2 separate regions of the Mus musculus genome follow, and region 2 is linked to region 1. Evidence: chromatin contacts called from public promoter capture Hi-C data. All regions are on one chromosome and are shown on one strand. Each heading gives the region's core, a stretch centred on a gene start, on an enhancer-like site or on the middle of the called end of the contact. The rest is flanking DNA. Distances are from core to core; before and after follow the strand shown.

The links. Capture Hi-C pulls out chosen DNA fragments and counts their contacts.
Region 2: a contact with region 1 is called in a promoter capture Hi-C map of liver, with 2.0 times the contacts expected there. The contact joins the promoter of Gkn3 here to the promoter of 2610306M01Rik in region 1. A contact is called at or near these places in 2 of 115 datasets of contacts at active chromatin or transcription factors (bone marrow-derived macrophages and pancreatic cancer cells) and 1 of 9 other capture datasets (liver).

The regions. Positions count from the first base shown.
Region 1 is chr6:86,845,831-86,853,080 of GRCm38.p6, reverse strand. It overlaps 2610306M01Rik (RIKEN cDNA 2610306M01 gene), which reads left to right and starts at 3,641. Exons shown (of 1, transcript NR_028298.1): 1 at 3,641-4,674. It overlaps Aak1 (AP2 associated kinase 1), which reads right to left and starts at 3,576. Exons shown (of 16, transcript NM_001378654.1): 1 at 2,866-3,576. The coding sequence starts at 3,028.
Region 2 is chr6:87,383,153-87,390,279 of GRCm38.p6, reverse strand. Gkn3 (gastrokine 3) reads left to right here and starts at 1,345. Exons shown (of 6, transcript NM_026860.1): 1 at 1,345-1,486; 2 at 2,864-2,917; 3 at 3,095-3,229; 4 at 4,706-4,813; 5 at 5,804-5,945; 6 at 6,750-6,961. The coding sequence starts at 1,445. The coding sequence ends at 6,844.

The DNA.
Region 1 (7,250 bases), core at 2,392-4,891:
GAGGAGAGGAGAGGAGAGGAGAGGAAAGGGAGAAGAAAGAAAGAAAGAAAGAAAGAAAGAAAGAAAGAAAGAAAGAAAGAAAGAAAGAAAGAAAGAAAGAGAGAGAAAAGAAAAGAAAAATATAAAGAAGAGAAAAAAGAAACAAACAAAAGATTCAGAGGGGACCAACAAAACGGTTCACCAAGAAAAGGCACTTGTCACAAAAGTCTGACAATCTGATTCTAGACCCCAAAACACATGTAAAGGTAGAAGAGGCAAGCTAACATCACACTGCTGCCTTCTGACTTCTGCACTCTGTGACACATGCACACACATTCTTGTGTGCAGCATACATGCACAACAATAGTAGTAATAATATAATAGATGCTTTTTAAAACAGGTCCAGGAAATGGTGAGCTATCTTAGAGAAAACATACACACACGATGTAAAAAGGTTTAACAACAAAAACAAATCCAAAAATTGACCCTAAATCTGTCCGACTATAGGATCTGTGGCCATAAGCACACTACTATATGTACAAATGAATTTATTTTCTTCCTACACTGACTAGCAGTTCCCTAAAGGCAGACATCACGGCTGGAGATGTAGCTACCTGGCTACCTTGCACAACACAAGCATGATCTCAGCACCTCAATGAAACCCACTGGCTAATTTTAAAAGGCACGCATCACACTTTAGAGTTTCTATCTCTCACCCCTTTTAAACCTTAGCAGTGTCTTTGAACTCAGTAGTGCCACATAAATACTGACTCCTACATAGTCACGTACTTCAAAGGCCACAACTGAAGCTCAATCATAGCCAAAAAATTTGCCAGACCAAATTTTAAATGCTACACTCATGCACAGCCTCAGCCCGTGCTGTTACCACACTCGCTCATTCCACAAAACGTGTCTTAGCTCCCTAACACTGAGGGGCCCTAAGGACAAGATTTGTAGCAACTGATCCGTAGGTTACTCTTACGGTGACACTATCACTAACTGTCCATTTTCTATCTCTTCAAACAGCTCTGAAATGCTAACATCTAGTTAAACATCATGTCCCCAGAGCCTAGCACAGAACTGGCCACATCACAAGCACTCTGTGACTGTTGGCTGAATGAATAAACGAATGAATCAACAGATCCAAGCCCAAAGTTCTACTTTTTAAAATATCAGAATGCACAATGTGCAGCTCTCAGGATGAATTCCAGGGAAGCCTAGAAAACAAAGGCTGATTCTGTGTTTTCTCTTTCCCACCACTCTTCCAGACTCAGAGAATAAGCAAAGCTTAGGGCAACACGTGATGAGAAAACATCCTAGCTGAAAAAAATGTTCCTGGGCTCTGAGGCCATCCTCCTGATCTCATCTCCTTCCTCATTCTCTCTCTCTCTCACCCCCCTCTCCCTCCCCACCCCCCACTGTAGTCAAGGACTTTGGCTACAGGATAAGAGTCAGCTCAGATTCCAAGGTACAGATCTGGCAGCAGACATAGCAGCATCTCCCACCCTGCACCAGAATCCTCAAGGAAAGGTTCAGAAAGGATTGTAACTCAGGCCCAGATTAAGTCCAGTCGGAACAATACTAAGAATGGAAAATAAAAAATAAAAAAAGCAGCAGTAATTTACAAGGAAATTATCAGATATCTCTTCAAAATTGTGCTTTTTAAGTATAGGCTTCAATGTATCCTCAGAAACTGGGCCTTGCCAAATCCAGTACTTACACAAACTAAGTCTAACACAGCTTTGGCCTCTTCCCACCCACCCGTCCACCACCCTACAAGACTCACCATGACAGGCAGTTCCTAGGCCCAGGTAGAGGTCCTTCCTTCAACCTCAGCTTGCAAAAGCCTCCTTTTCGAAGGGGCTGCTTAGCTCTCATTCCTCCTTCCCTCGCTGATAGACTAGCCTCTACCACCATGCTGCCTTCACTGAGGCCTCCCCCAGACCCAAGCCTTGGCAGGCTGTAACGCAACCTACAGCAGACTGGTCCTATCCAATTAGTTTAAATTGCTTCATGCCAAGGAAATTGCTGCTTTTATTAAAAATAAAAGCACAGTAAGCAGGCAATGAGCTGTGAAAAGTATCAGTCTGGCATAATTACGAAGGTCGAGGTTAAGGTTACCCAAGAAACACTCAAGATTTTCCCTAAAGCCTGGGGCAGAAAAATATGTATCTGCAGGAGCACAGATAGACCAACGAGCACACACCGAGAGAAACCACACAGCATCCTCTCCAACTGAGAGAACACTAAACCAGAGCCAATCCTAAGTCATTCTTAATAGAAACTAAAAGGAGAAAAGAGGCCTAGGCGTCTGAGTTCAAAACCATCTCATTCGCTTATGATTTTATCTTAGCCACATCCTGGGGACCTCACTGCAGTTGGGTAAAGAAACAAACCTAACCAAAACACCAAAAAATGCATTCCTGTCCCCAGAGAAATCCTCTTTGGCTACCTACTTAAAGAAATAGGAAAGTTAGGTGGGAGAAGCCCCCCTCTCCTTTAAGATCTCTCCCCATCCCCACCCTTCAGCCTCCGCATCAGAATTTAAAGTTTCAGGGAAATGGCAAGACCACCACCCTGCATTTCACTTATACTTCACACATAGGATCCGAATAATTCGGTCAAAGGAAGAGATTTCTCCACGCGCTCCCCCCACCCACCCAAATGAAAGGCCACTGAGGTAAACTATTTGGGCAATACTGCCCCCCCAAGCCCTGTCAATTCCCAGTCTGAGTTTTAATTCTCTCAAGGACAATGACTCGCAAGGAAAGTGCAGAGGGGGAAGGGAGGGTCAGTTGGTCAAAACCCATTCATACAACTAGAAACCAGAGTCTTGCCACATCAGCACACGAGATTAATTCACCGCGCACTGGCTTCCCAACATACCTTCCGCCAACACCTCGTCCACGGTGACCTGCTGCCTCCCGATGCCGAAGACCCTTCCGATGTAACCACTGCCCAGGCCTGAGCTGCTGCCCCCTCCTCCGCTGGAGCCTGAACCCAGGCCAGAGCTCCCCTGCTCCCGCCTGGAGTCGAAAAACTTCTTCATCTTTCCAATATGAAATGCCAAGGCAAAATGCCGATGGTTTCTAGGTTCGTATTTGTTGTAAAGAAAAGAGATCTAAGGATTTCTTCTCCGGTTTCAGCCCTGAGCAGAGCCCCGGGAATCCGGCCGTGGGGTGGGGGCTGAGGGACGGCGCCTGCAGGAATAGACTGTCAATCGCGCGGCGGGTCCCCTCCTCCTCGGGGAGCGATCGTTTAAGTTTAAACCTGCGATGACAGAGGCAGAGAGAGGATGAATCAGTAACACACTCCAGAGCCTAACTGCCGGGTCCTAGGGAAAGCACAGGCCGTCATCCAGAGGAAACGCTGCGTGCATTTTCTTCGGGAAAGCCCTGGAAACGCACCGGACCCCTGCCCGGACCCCCGCCCCGGGCCCCGGACACCCACTAGCGGCCGCTCGGCGGCGAGCCCAGCTACCAGCCCCGCGACATGGCCACGGCCGCCGGCCTGCGACACGAAGGAGGCGGCGCTGCCGCAGAGCCGGGGCCGCTTCGGCGCCCGCCCGCCCGCCAGCTGATCCCCGAGCGCCGCGCTGAGGCCGCCCCTCCCCCGCGCGCGCGCCCGTCGGCTCCGACCACCCACCCGGAAGTGACCTGCCACCGGAAGTGCTTCTCAGGGCCGCACAGCCCCTTCTCAGGGGCCGTCTCAGGTGCACCAGCTATAGCTACAGAGCGAAAGAAACCGATGGCAAGAAGGGAACCAGAGCAGTGGAACTCGGGACAGAGACACTTGGAAGAGAGCGTTGCCGTAGTCCTGCCGCTGAGCACCCTGGGAAGAGTAGTTCGGGGTAATCTGGCATCTGGACTACAATTCCCAAGATGCCCCGGGAGCGAGCGCACCTTCGGACGCCGTCTCCAGGGACTGGAGATGATAGTGGAGTGGTGCAGAAGTGAGGCTTCGGGTATTTAAGTACATCTGCTAAAGTCACCAGAGACTAGTTTTCCAGCTGCACGTCCCACTCTCTGTAGCCATTTTATCTATGGCTTGGCCTCATGGACAGAGGCACTCTGGGAATTGTGGTTTCACAGGAGTCCGGACTGACACCTGAAGGACGCGGTTTAGCTGCCTCGCCCCAGTTGGGTTTGGGAGTTCCCCGACGTCATGGGAGCGGAGGTACTGAAGGCTTGGGGGCTGGGGAGAAGTGGGTATGATGCCAGCAGGGAGCCGAGCGGAATCTCGGTGCTGAAGGAAACAAAGCAGGTGTCTTCCGGTCCCCGACCACGATGAGAACTGAGAAGCCTGAGGGTCGAAGAAGGAACTGCGGGAGATCCAGTACACGGAGCATCTAGGGACCAGGCTACATCCATCCTTGGGCTCCACCCCAAACCATGGCCCTCTGCCGACCCAGATTTGCCTGGTCCTTACCAGATATATTCACGCCTTTAAAGGGAACTTTAGACACACCTACTGCTTTCTCTTCAGAATCTTTCGCAAGAAGATGCTGTGTTTACTAAGGATCGCTTGGGTGCGGATAGAGTACAGGGCTGTGTGATTGGCACCTGTCAAATGCTAAGGATTTGGAAAGGAATTGAGATCTCTCCTCCTAGATTGCTTCACAGAAGATGTTGTTGTCGTGCCAAATCCCTGCCTCCCCTGCCCTCTCCCCCAAGAAATACATGGTTTTTTCTCTTTTTTGAGTATAGGTTATTTTTCCACCAGCTCCCCACACTTCTTAAAGATGCAACTACCCTCTTGCAGTTCATCCCAGAATTTCTACTTCAGGCACTTGAGGAAGATCTAGAAGGGGGCCCCCAGGAAATAAAAAAAGATGGGTCTTGCTGGGCAGTGGTGGCTCACGTCTTTAATCCCAGCACTTGGGAGGCAGAAGCAGGCAGATTTCTGATTTCGAGGACAACCTGGGTTACAGAATGAGTTCCAGGGCAGCCAGGGCTATGCAGAGAAACCCTGTCTTGAAAAATAGAACAAAAAAAGATGGCTCTTGGTTAATCTGAATATTGAGTCCGGCTGTGCTGGCGGTGGCTATTGCGGTTTCTTATTTCATGTGGTACCATAGTCATATAACTCTCCGGAGAGAGATAGCATCTTAACTTCCGGAGAGAGCCAGTATTGCCACCTCAGTTCACACAATCCTACAGCCACCTTAAGGGTGAGACTCAGCACCTGCGGAACATCTTCCTAACTCAGCCCAGGGTGTGTTCTCCTCGCCTTCCTTAAAAGGCTTGATTTCTGTTACAGAAGCTTAGTGTGTGTCTTAAAATAGATGGGAAATCTTAGTGGGCTTACAGCCCCTCATCTTTCTCAGCACCATTAATTTTGACCGACCTTTAAAGAGTCTGTTAGTCTGTCCATCGAGCCCTGGTGCCTTATCGGGTTTTAATTTTCTCCACTCTCCTGGTACAGACCAGGTTTGCTCAAATCTCAAGCCTCACTTCAGACAGTCAAGGTTTTCCAGAAGGAGTAAGGCAGCCTACTCCCACTGAGTAACATGCTTTTAGTAGGCACTCAGCCTGAGTGAAAGACCACTGTTTAACAGAAGGGGACTGCAGCAATCATTCCTATACATTGATTGACTGGTGTGTATGCGCGAGTGGGGTGGGGGTGGGGGGATGAAAATGGCTGTCATACTTTGTAACTTGCCTGGCCTGGAACTCTCTTTGTAAATCAGGCTGCCTCAAACTCATAGGAACCTGCCTGCCTCTGCCTCCCAAATGCTGGAACACACTGGTTGGTTGGTTGGTTTGTTTTTAAAGTATAGCTTGATCACAATCTGACAGAAATAACTAAGTGACTAATAGGAGACTAAATCTATTGTTTTCATCCTTTCAAGGACTAATATTAATAGCAATTATTACTCAGGTTTTCTAGTTTTGTATATATTATATTATTTAATCCTCACTGTCACCTATGAAACAGAGTACTTTTTTGGGGGGGGGGTTGGTTTTTTTCTTTTTTTTTTTTTTTTTTTTTTTTTCTTTTTTTGGTTTAGGGAGTCTCTGTATATCCCTGGCTATCTGTCCTGGAACTCACTTTGTAGACCAGGATGGCCTCGAACTCAGAAATCCGCCTGCCTTTGCCTCCCAAGTACTGGGATTAAAGGCATGTGCTCCCACCGCCTGGCTATAGAGTACTATTTTTAAGATCATTTTAAAGGTGAAGAACTGAATCACAAGGTAGATAATAAGCCCAGAATCACACTGGCAGCAGCTAGCAACACCAGGATTCAAGCCCAAACACTTTGGCTTCTGAGCTCAAACTTAACCTGTCTACTTAGGAGGAAGAAACTGACTAAAAGCCTTAAGCACAAGTAGGAATCTATGTGGCTCTCTAGAGCTTTGACCATAGAACACTAGATCTTGATACCCATTAACCACAAAACCAGAGCTCACTAGTTCTCAAGAACAAGATACTCTCAAATGAGTCATTCTGCAAACTTAACACACTTTCTATAACACGTCCGACCGTGCCTTGGGTCCCTGTCCAGCATTTCATCTTTGCAATGAAGTGTCTCAGAGTCAAGGGGCTGTCTTCTCTTTACCTCCTTAGGCATCCAACACGGTCTTTGTGTAGAGTGGATTCTTACCAGTACATGTGTGCACTAAATAGTTGCCTTTAGCTACTACAGAAGAATAATCTGAAGTGAAAAACTAAATCAGGTGAGCTTGAAATGAGTCTGGGAGGCACTAGATATGTCCCACTTGCTCTGCAACTCTGTGTCAGGTACTGCCTAAACACTTAACAGGGCATCCTGTTCAGCCCTCACAGCTACAGTGTCTGGAGAATTGATACTGTTGGCTGTATCAACGGAGATTAGATTCTGTTACACTGATACCTTCCATTTCGAATGAATTCTGGAGATGTGAGAAGTGGCTGGTGGACGTGTTTGTCTTCTAAAGTTTGGAGGGAATTATTTGCCCTGTGGTGTTGCTAAATCGGGCATTGTAAACTCTGATATGGAAATGAAATGATGCACTTTGTAATAGTTAGGTTTTTACTGCTGTGATAAAACACTGTGACCAAAAGCAACTTGGGGAGGAAAGGATTTCTTTCAGCTCACAACTCTCCAGGTCACACACCATCACTGAGGGGACCCAGGGCAGGAACCTGAGGGTAGGCAATGAAGCAGAGGCTATGGAGGAACACTGCCTACTGTCTTGTTCCTTCACCAGTAGTTTCTCTGGACTCTCTTCAGGGACTCTAGGTTTATGTGGTCTCAGGCTTCACCTTCTCTCCATGACCCCTTGAAGCCT
Region 2 (7,127 bases), core at 96-2,595, 540 kb before region 1:
AACCCTTAAACACAGAAGACCTTGGGTGGTGGCATAGAATTAGAACCTTTGCCCTTTTTGATCTGCAGCTGAATATAAATTAACTCTAAAGGACATTGTGGTTGGAAGGAAATACATACAGTTTGATCCTTTGAAGTCCAGAAATTCGAACTCACATTTTAGCTGTGCAGTCATAGTACTGGCTAGTGCAGAGGTAGGAGTTGAATGTGATTGGCACCATTAATCTGTCTTCATTTGCAAAATGGTTAACAGCGCAGTTCCTCCCAACCCACACCACTGGCACTACAAAGCTGAAATCATGACTGTGGTATTGGCCTATAAGTTCTATTTATAAGGCACATATAAACACATGTAGTTATATTTCCTTGTAATCTTCTGTAATCTGTTTTGCTGACACAGTGGTGGCTGAGTATGTGGGCCGTGTGTTGTTTTTTATAAAGTATCAGGAACACTGCAGATGGGATTATGGTGTTATCTCAACCCTGAGTGACCTGGCAGTTTCCAAAGCCTAGCTATTTGCTCTTCCCATAGCCAAATTGCACCGAGCCCAGTCAGGGCTGAGCTGCCTGCCTGCCTTCCTTGCTCTGATCACGTTGATGCCCAGGGTCATCTCTGTAATCCTCCTCTTGAAAGAAATGTCTGACTCTAGGGAATTGAATTTCATCCAGACGTCTGGGGCGCCACCAATCAGAGCTTGAAAAAACAAGTGTGTGAAAGCCCTTGAATTGGTGCTACTGTGTGAGGGTCAGAGTTCCTCATGTCTCAGTAGTTCTGCAGCAAGTCAAAGGTTTTGTTTGGTTTGGTTTGGTTTGATTTGGTAGAAAAACTACCCTGAAATGAAGAGGCAAACCAGAAAATCCACATTAGTGGGACCAAGCATCAGAGAGTTCACTGGGACCTGAGCTACGTCAGACAGAGAGGGCATTGAAGAAATGAATAGAGATGAAGTTGGTGGAGGCAGAGGGTGCAGAGCAAACTGTGTGATCTGTGTTTGGATGAGGAAGGGACAAGACTGTTTGCCAATCAATAATCTTGTAAATCAGTTTGTCTCTTGGGTTTTATGAGGTTTCTTCGACCCGCTCTCACTGTTAGGAAAAGAATACTTTTCAGAAATCAAGAAGTTCAAGTGTGATCCCCTTGATTTTGTATCAGCAGCTTATAAGTCCTTACACAGTGGCTCTGGGGTCAGGAGTACACGAGCCACAAAGACCTATTCTTATCCAGTGTTTGCCTTGGAACCTGCCGAGCTATTGAGAGAAAGAAAAACACTCGGATCTAGTAAAAGGAAATGATAACCGTAATTACATAACTAGCTTTCCCCCTAATGGTTTCTGGATCGTAGATAACCAGTCCCTGAGCCCCTTATCATAGTGAGACCTGAGAGGCTGAAGTCTATATAAACTAGACTTGGGAAATGAACGGATCATAGAAAATTGTATTATGCATGCCGTTGCATTCGCTGGAGAGAGACAACATGAGACGCCTTGTGAGTACATCTTTAACTTTGAATGTGGAGCATATATATATCCCAGTCAGACCAGCCAAGGAGGTCTGGATCCTCCCTGCCCCAGGAACTGTTCAAATCAACCCAGGCAGAATTTTCAAACGATGATTGGGTGTGCAATCTTCTGTTGGCACTTCTGTTTTGGAGAATCTGAAGGAAGGGTGTCCTCTAATGGAATCAATAACTAATTTCTTAAAAGTCAAGACTCTTTGGAGGCCAGGTAGATACTCATATGCTGGAGTCTTGTCTGCAGTGGTTTTCCGTATTTACAAATTGCCAGTGGGGAATAGCTTAGATGCATGTGGGGCCAGCTGGGATAGAGTGCTTTTTGTCCCTCTGGCTTTTTTAAGACAAGGCCTCATTCTGTAGTCCAGGCTACTTTGACTCGCTGTGGCTTGTCTCAGACTTTCCAAATCCTCCATCTAAGTCTCCTGGGTGCTGGCATTCAAGGCAGGCACGACCACATCCAGCTTTCACTAAAGCAGCTTCACCCTCTGCAGCTCTGTGTCTATGGCAGCTGCGCTGCACTGCACTGTGGTGATGATAACACTGTAGAATAGCCGCTTCCTTTGACTTTCAGGGGCCCCGTTTGTTACTGAAGCCAGATGCCGACTTTTCATGGATGTTAAGAGAAGGGAGGACCCTGCCAGTCCCACTTGTCATGATGGGTGCACTTGAGCTGGGCCAGCCTCAAGTACACAAGAAACTATGGCTAGCTTAACCCAGCCCCCTATTCTTTTATTAATGTCTGCTGCAGAAAACTCCCTTGATGGGCAGAGCACACCACATAGAGGAACTGAACAACTTAAATATTTTAAGGCCTAGGTACATTCTAACATAATTTCCCCCAAAATAGTATGCAAATAACAGTGAGTAGCTTTCTTCTTAGGCAAGGTAAGAGAATTCAGAGGAAAGGAAGCCTGGAGGGTGTCAGTTTCCAGGGGGGATGGAGGGTGGGCAGAGGCGGAATAGGGCTGACTGTGAGATTTGGGGTTTGGATCAAGAGCTGGAGTAGAGGATGTGCCCAGCCCTGGAAGTAGAGAGGTAGCACAAAAAGGAAGAGTGGGAGGCCTGAGCTATAGTGGTCCAGGCTGATCCTACCCTGTCAGGTTGGCTAAATCTATCCCAGTGATTGACAGTAGAAGCCACATAGGAGTGTCCTTGAGTGACTGACAAAACCTTGCCTCCTGAGCAGCAGGCACACCCTGTGTGAACACAGTAAGCTATAGTGTCCTGACACACCTGGGAACTCTGCAGGGATGGAGGGAGGTGAAAGCTGTGGACCCCAGCAAGGCAGCCCTGGAGTCTAAGCTCATCAGAGGCCAAGGACTAAGCACAGTGACCTTTGTTCCATTTCAGATTGCGCCTTCCATTCTTGTGACTGTCTTTCTAGTTCCAGCTCTGGCGCTGACGGTGAGTATGGTGGAGAGGGTCCAGTCTACCTATGTCTTTTAGCAGAAACATTTCAAAGATAATACCCAGGGGTATTATTCCTGTAGTTTCTCATGGATTCCCCCTTAACCCTGCACAGGATGAGCAGATAGACACTTGGGGCCACTGGCTTTACTCATTGTTGATTGCTCCTTCTAGAACACTAGCGACAGTTATCCTCTGGATGGCTCTGTGGGGACCCAGACCATCCATGTCGATGCCCTCAGAGGTGTGGTCAGCATCCGAGACAACAGCGTTCAGAGTGAATGGGATGGAGTCATGGACTACAAGAACGTAAGATGTGAAACGCACTTATTACAAGGACAAGAGAGCTCTTAGGTCTGCTCCAAATGGAAGCCTTTTCACTGTCTTCCTCAGGGACTGGGGTGTGCTATAGAAGTTGGTTTGTCTTCTAATGTTGACTTCTAAAGGAATGCGGCTATGAATCACCACCTCCTTCAGTAACGAGGCCCCTTAGGATGACACATAACCAGGAAGAGTAACCCTGTGACTTAGCCGAACTCTTTAATAAAATCTTCTGTGACCGCGGAGAATATTTTTCTGTTTAGCGTGCCTCGGTTGCCAAATCTGCAAAACAACTCCAGCAGCTGCCTCTCCTACCTAGTGGGACTTTAAAGGATGGAACGAAGTCACCACCCAGCCTCCCCACTCAGCCCTTTGCCACCCAGGTCCTCCTCACTCTGTCACATTCTCTCCAGCACACTGGAAGACTCAGAATAGACACAAGGTGTCCTCTCCACTCTCCCCGCGTCCGCTAGGTTATCTTCCCCTAACGCCTTCTCTCTCTTCACCTCCCTGACTCTTAACTTCCCAAGGAGATTCCCTGAATCCTCCCGGACTACAGATTGCCTCTAATGGATGCTATGAGAAGCCAAGTAAAAAAAAAAAATTCCTCAGGGAAACATTCCACAGTAGGCCACTAGGTGGCGCAAGGAAGGCAGAATTACTGCTAGAGCCCAGGTTCTCAACTTTCCCATTAGTGTGATGCTTCAATATGGTTCCTCATGTTGCAGTGACCCGCAACCATAAAATTATTTCATTGTTTCTTCATAACTGTAATTTTCATGCTGTTATGAATTATAATGTGAACATCTGATATTCAGCCTCTGTGAAAAAGGTCATTTGACCCCCAAAGGGTCAGAGCCAGTGTGTTGAAAACGACTGATCTAGAGGCTGAGTTTCTTGCAGCTGTACCTGGGGCTCTGTCAGACCCGGCAGCAGCAAACTGCAGCTATGATCCAAGCCAGGGAAGAACAAATAACAGACCACAAGGAAGAGGTATGCAGGCAGACCTAGCTCTAGAACCCAAGTCTTGACTGAGGCCTCCCAACTGCCCTGGGTACTCAAGAGAGCCCTCTGCAGCTTATACAACATTCCCCCAGGCAGTGAGGACCTCAGCTCTCACCTCATTTCCATGACAACTCCACAGAAGAAAGGCTATTCCTCCTGCTTTATTGATAAAATAAACAAACAAACTGAGGCTCTCAAGAGCCTTAGAGTAGCAGAGCAGGCCCCTAAGATCATCCACATTGTTGTATTACCATCCTACCCTACCTGGGAGATAAAACCTTCACCAGGAGGAGCAGAGGAGACAGGAGCAGAAGCTGACCTGTGCTCTGGCATCCAGAGTGCAGCCCTTCTGAGATGTTCCGCATTTCGGTCAGACTAGCAGGGTATTGCACCCCTGAGGCGAGCAGGTGCATTAGTACTGAGACGATAGGTAACACGTTTCTGCTCTGTTGCTTTAAGGACCTCCTGGCAGCTAAGCTGTTTAGCAAGATGGCCTGTGTTCTGGCAAAGATGGACCCAGCAGCCTTCCCAAGTTTGGATGATATTACCCAGGCCCTGGGCAAACAGGTGAGTGAGCGTGTCCAGGTGTCTCTGACTGGTGTCTACTATGGGGCTTTCCAACGTAACAGCCACTCTCTAAGACATGGACAGGAGCTTCATCCATGTCTCTCCTTCCTGCCATGAAGTCACATCATGTTCAAAGGACTTTGGTGTCCCATTCAAGGCTAAGCACAACTGAATCAATCAATATCCTATGTAATGACCTCATTCCCAATGGCTTCAAACTATGCTAGAAGACACAAGGGGCTGGATGCAAACACTGCAATGATTTCACGACCCTGTCTCTGTCTCTTTCCTTCCTGCCTTTCCTGCCCCCCCCCCCCCCCCCCCGCACACACACCATTATTACCATTAAGCCCAAGATTGCTGAAGTTCTTGCCTACCCTCTCTAGTGAGATTGGGAACTGTTAAATAAGTTAAAGCCAGGAGGATATTCTCTGCAACTTGTGGGATCTATTCCAACTTTGCTTAAATGTCAACACATTTGGACAGCATTCAGAACTGGGGGTGGCGGTACTAACTCTAGGAAAAAAGTGTGTTAAAGCAATGCTATTTTTAAAAGTTGTGGGTGGAGAAATGCTCGGAGGTTAAGAGCACTTGCTCCTCTCGCAGAGGGTCCCGGTTTGGTTCCCAGCCCCCACAAGGAGACTCTCACCAGTCTGTAACTTCAAACACTCCTACGCATAAAACTAAAATACACAAATCTTTAAAAGAGAAGTTCAAAGTGTCCTGTTCATCTAAACTGACGAAATATAAACGCAATAAATGTTTTAAACTAATCAGGGTTAATGAGAACGCACCCAAAGCTAATAGAAAACGCCACTGGGTCCAGAGTTTGCCAGAGCCTTGTTCGCCCTCCTGAGGCTCAATAAAACACTGCAGCTAGAGACACCGGAGAGCAAGTCTGGATTGGTACTGAATCTCCCCACGAATCCTCACAGCTCCCCTGTGAACCCCTTCTTGGATATGCCGTATCTGAGACGCCCCCTCTTACAGGCTTCCGGTCACTACCCACCTACTCGAGGACTGACCTACACAGTTTTACCCAGCCGAATCAAAAACTTGGCCCAATACGGAGTGCCAATCAAAGACCTGTGCAGAGCCGTCCCCACCTACTTTGCTCGGCAGCAAAAAGAAGGTGTGTTCACTGCTGGAAACAGGAGGTGATGCATGAATCAAAAGAAAAGGGAGGAGTTTCGGGACCTATTGGCAAAATGCAATGACATCGCTCATTCCATCTTTTCTCCAGTGGAAGAGAAGCCGCGTGTTTGGGATGTAGGGGATTCCTTACAAGGCTCATGGCGGGGGGAGGGGGGATGGAGAGTAGGGGAGCCGCCATAGACTGCTTTGGGATTTGATGGCTGATGGACACCCAGCCCTGACTCGAGCTTAGCCACACCCACTGTAGGGGAAGGCCATTGACTTTGGAGCCCTCGGTACTCTGCGGGGAGAAAATCAGTGACTGGAGGAATTGTAATTGCTAGAGGCTAAAACTCCAAGATCTGCCTGTGAGTCCAGAAGCAGTCAGCAACGCAGCCGGTGCCCCCCCCCACCTCTTTTTTTGTTTGTTTGTTTGTTTGTTTTTTAGTTTTTCGAGACAGGGTTTCTCTGTATAGCTCAGGCTGTCCTGGAACTCACTTTGTAGACCAGGCTGTCCTGGAACTCAGAAATCCACCTGCCTCTGCCTCCCGAGTGCCTTGGTCGTAAACCCCCAGCCAGAGTTCTTCAAGACACAAGGGTCCCGGAGAGAACCAGACCACACTGGGCTAAGGGGTTACAAAGCGCAATAAAAGAACCATAAAAGAAAGAGGTGACTACAGCAAGGGCTGGTGAGAGGGGCCGGTGTGGGCCTCTGCTGACCTGAGGGTTCATCGAATGCTGGTGTCCCATGTACCTGTTGACTCTGACTTTGTCTCTAAAGTGTGGATCCTTCCTCTTGAAGGTACCGCCCTGACGATGGACCCAGACTCATGTTCTGAGCTCCAGCTTCTGTCCTTCATGGGACTGTCCATTTGTGGTGAGATCCCTGGGCTCTGAACCTCTACGTCAGCCAGACTGGACAGACCTCATCTAGCCTCTGCCTGTGAGAAGTGTCTCATTGCAGTCCTCTGTGCTCCACATGTTGGCTTCCCATGGAACCTTGTGATCTGGGGGGAATAAGTGCATTTCTACCTTGTATGAATAAATAATAAAGTTCCAGTGTTACTGGTGCAGCAGATGGATTCCCTTACCCCATCCTCTGCATCATCCCTCATCCCCTGCATCATCCCTCAGCCTCTGCATCATCCCTCATCCCCTGCATCATCCCTCAGCCTCTGCA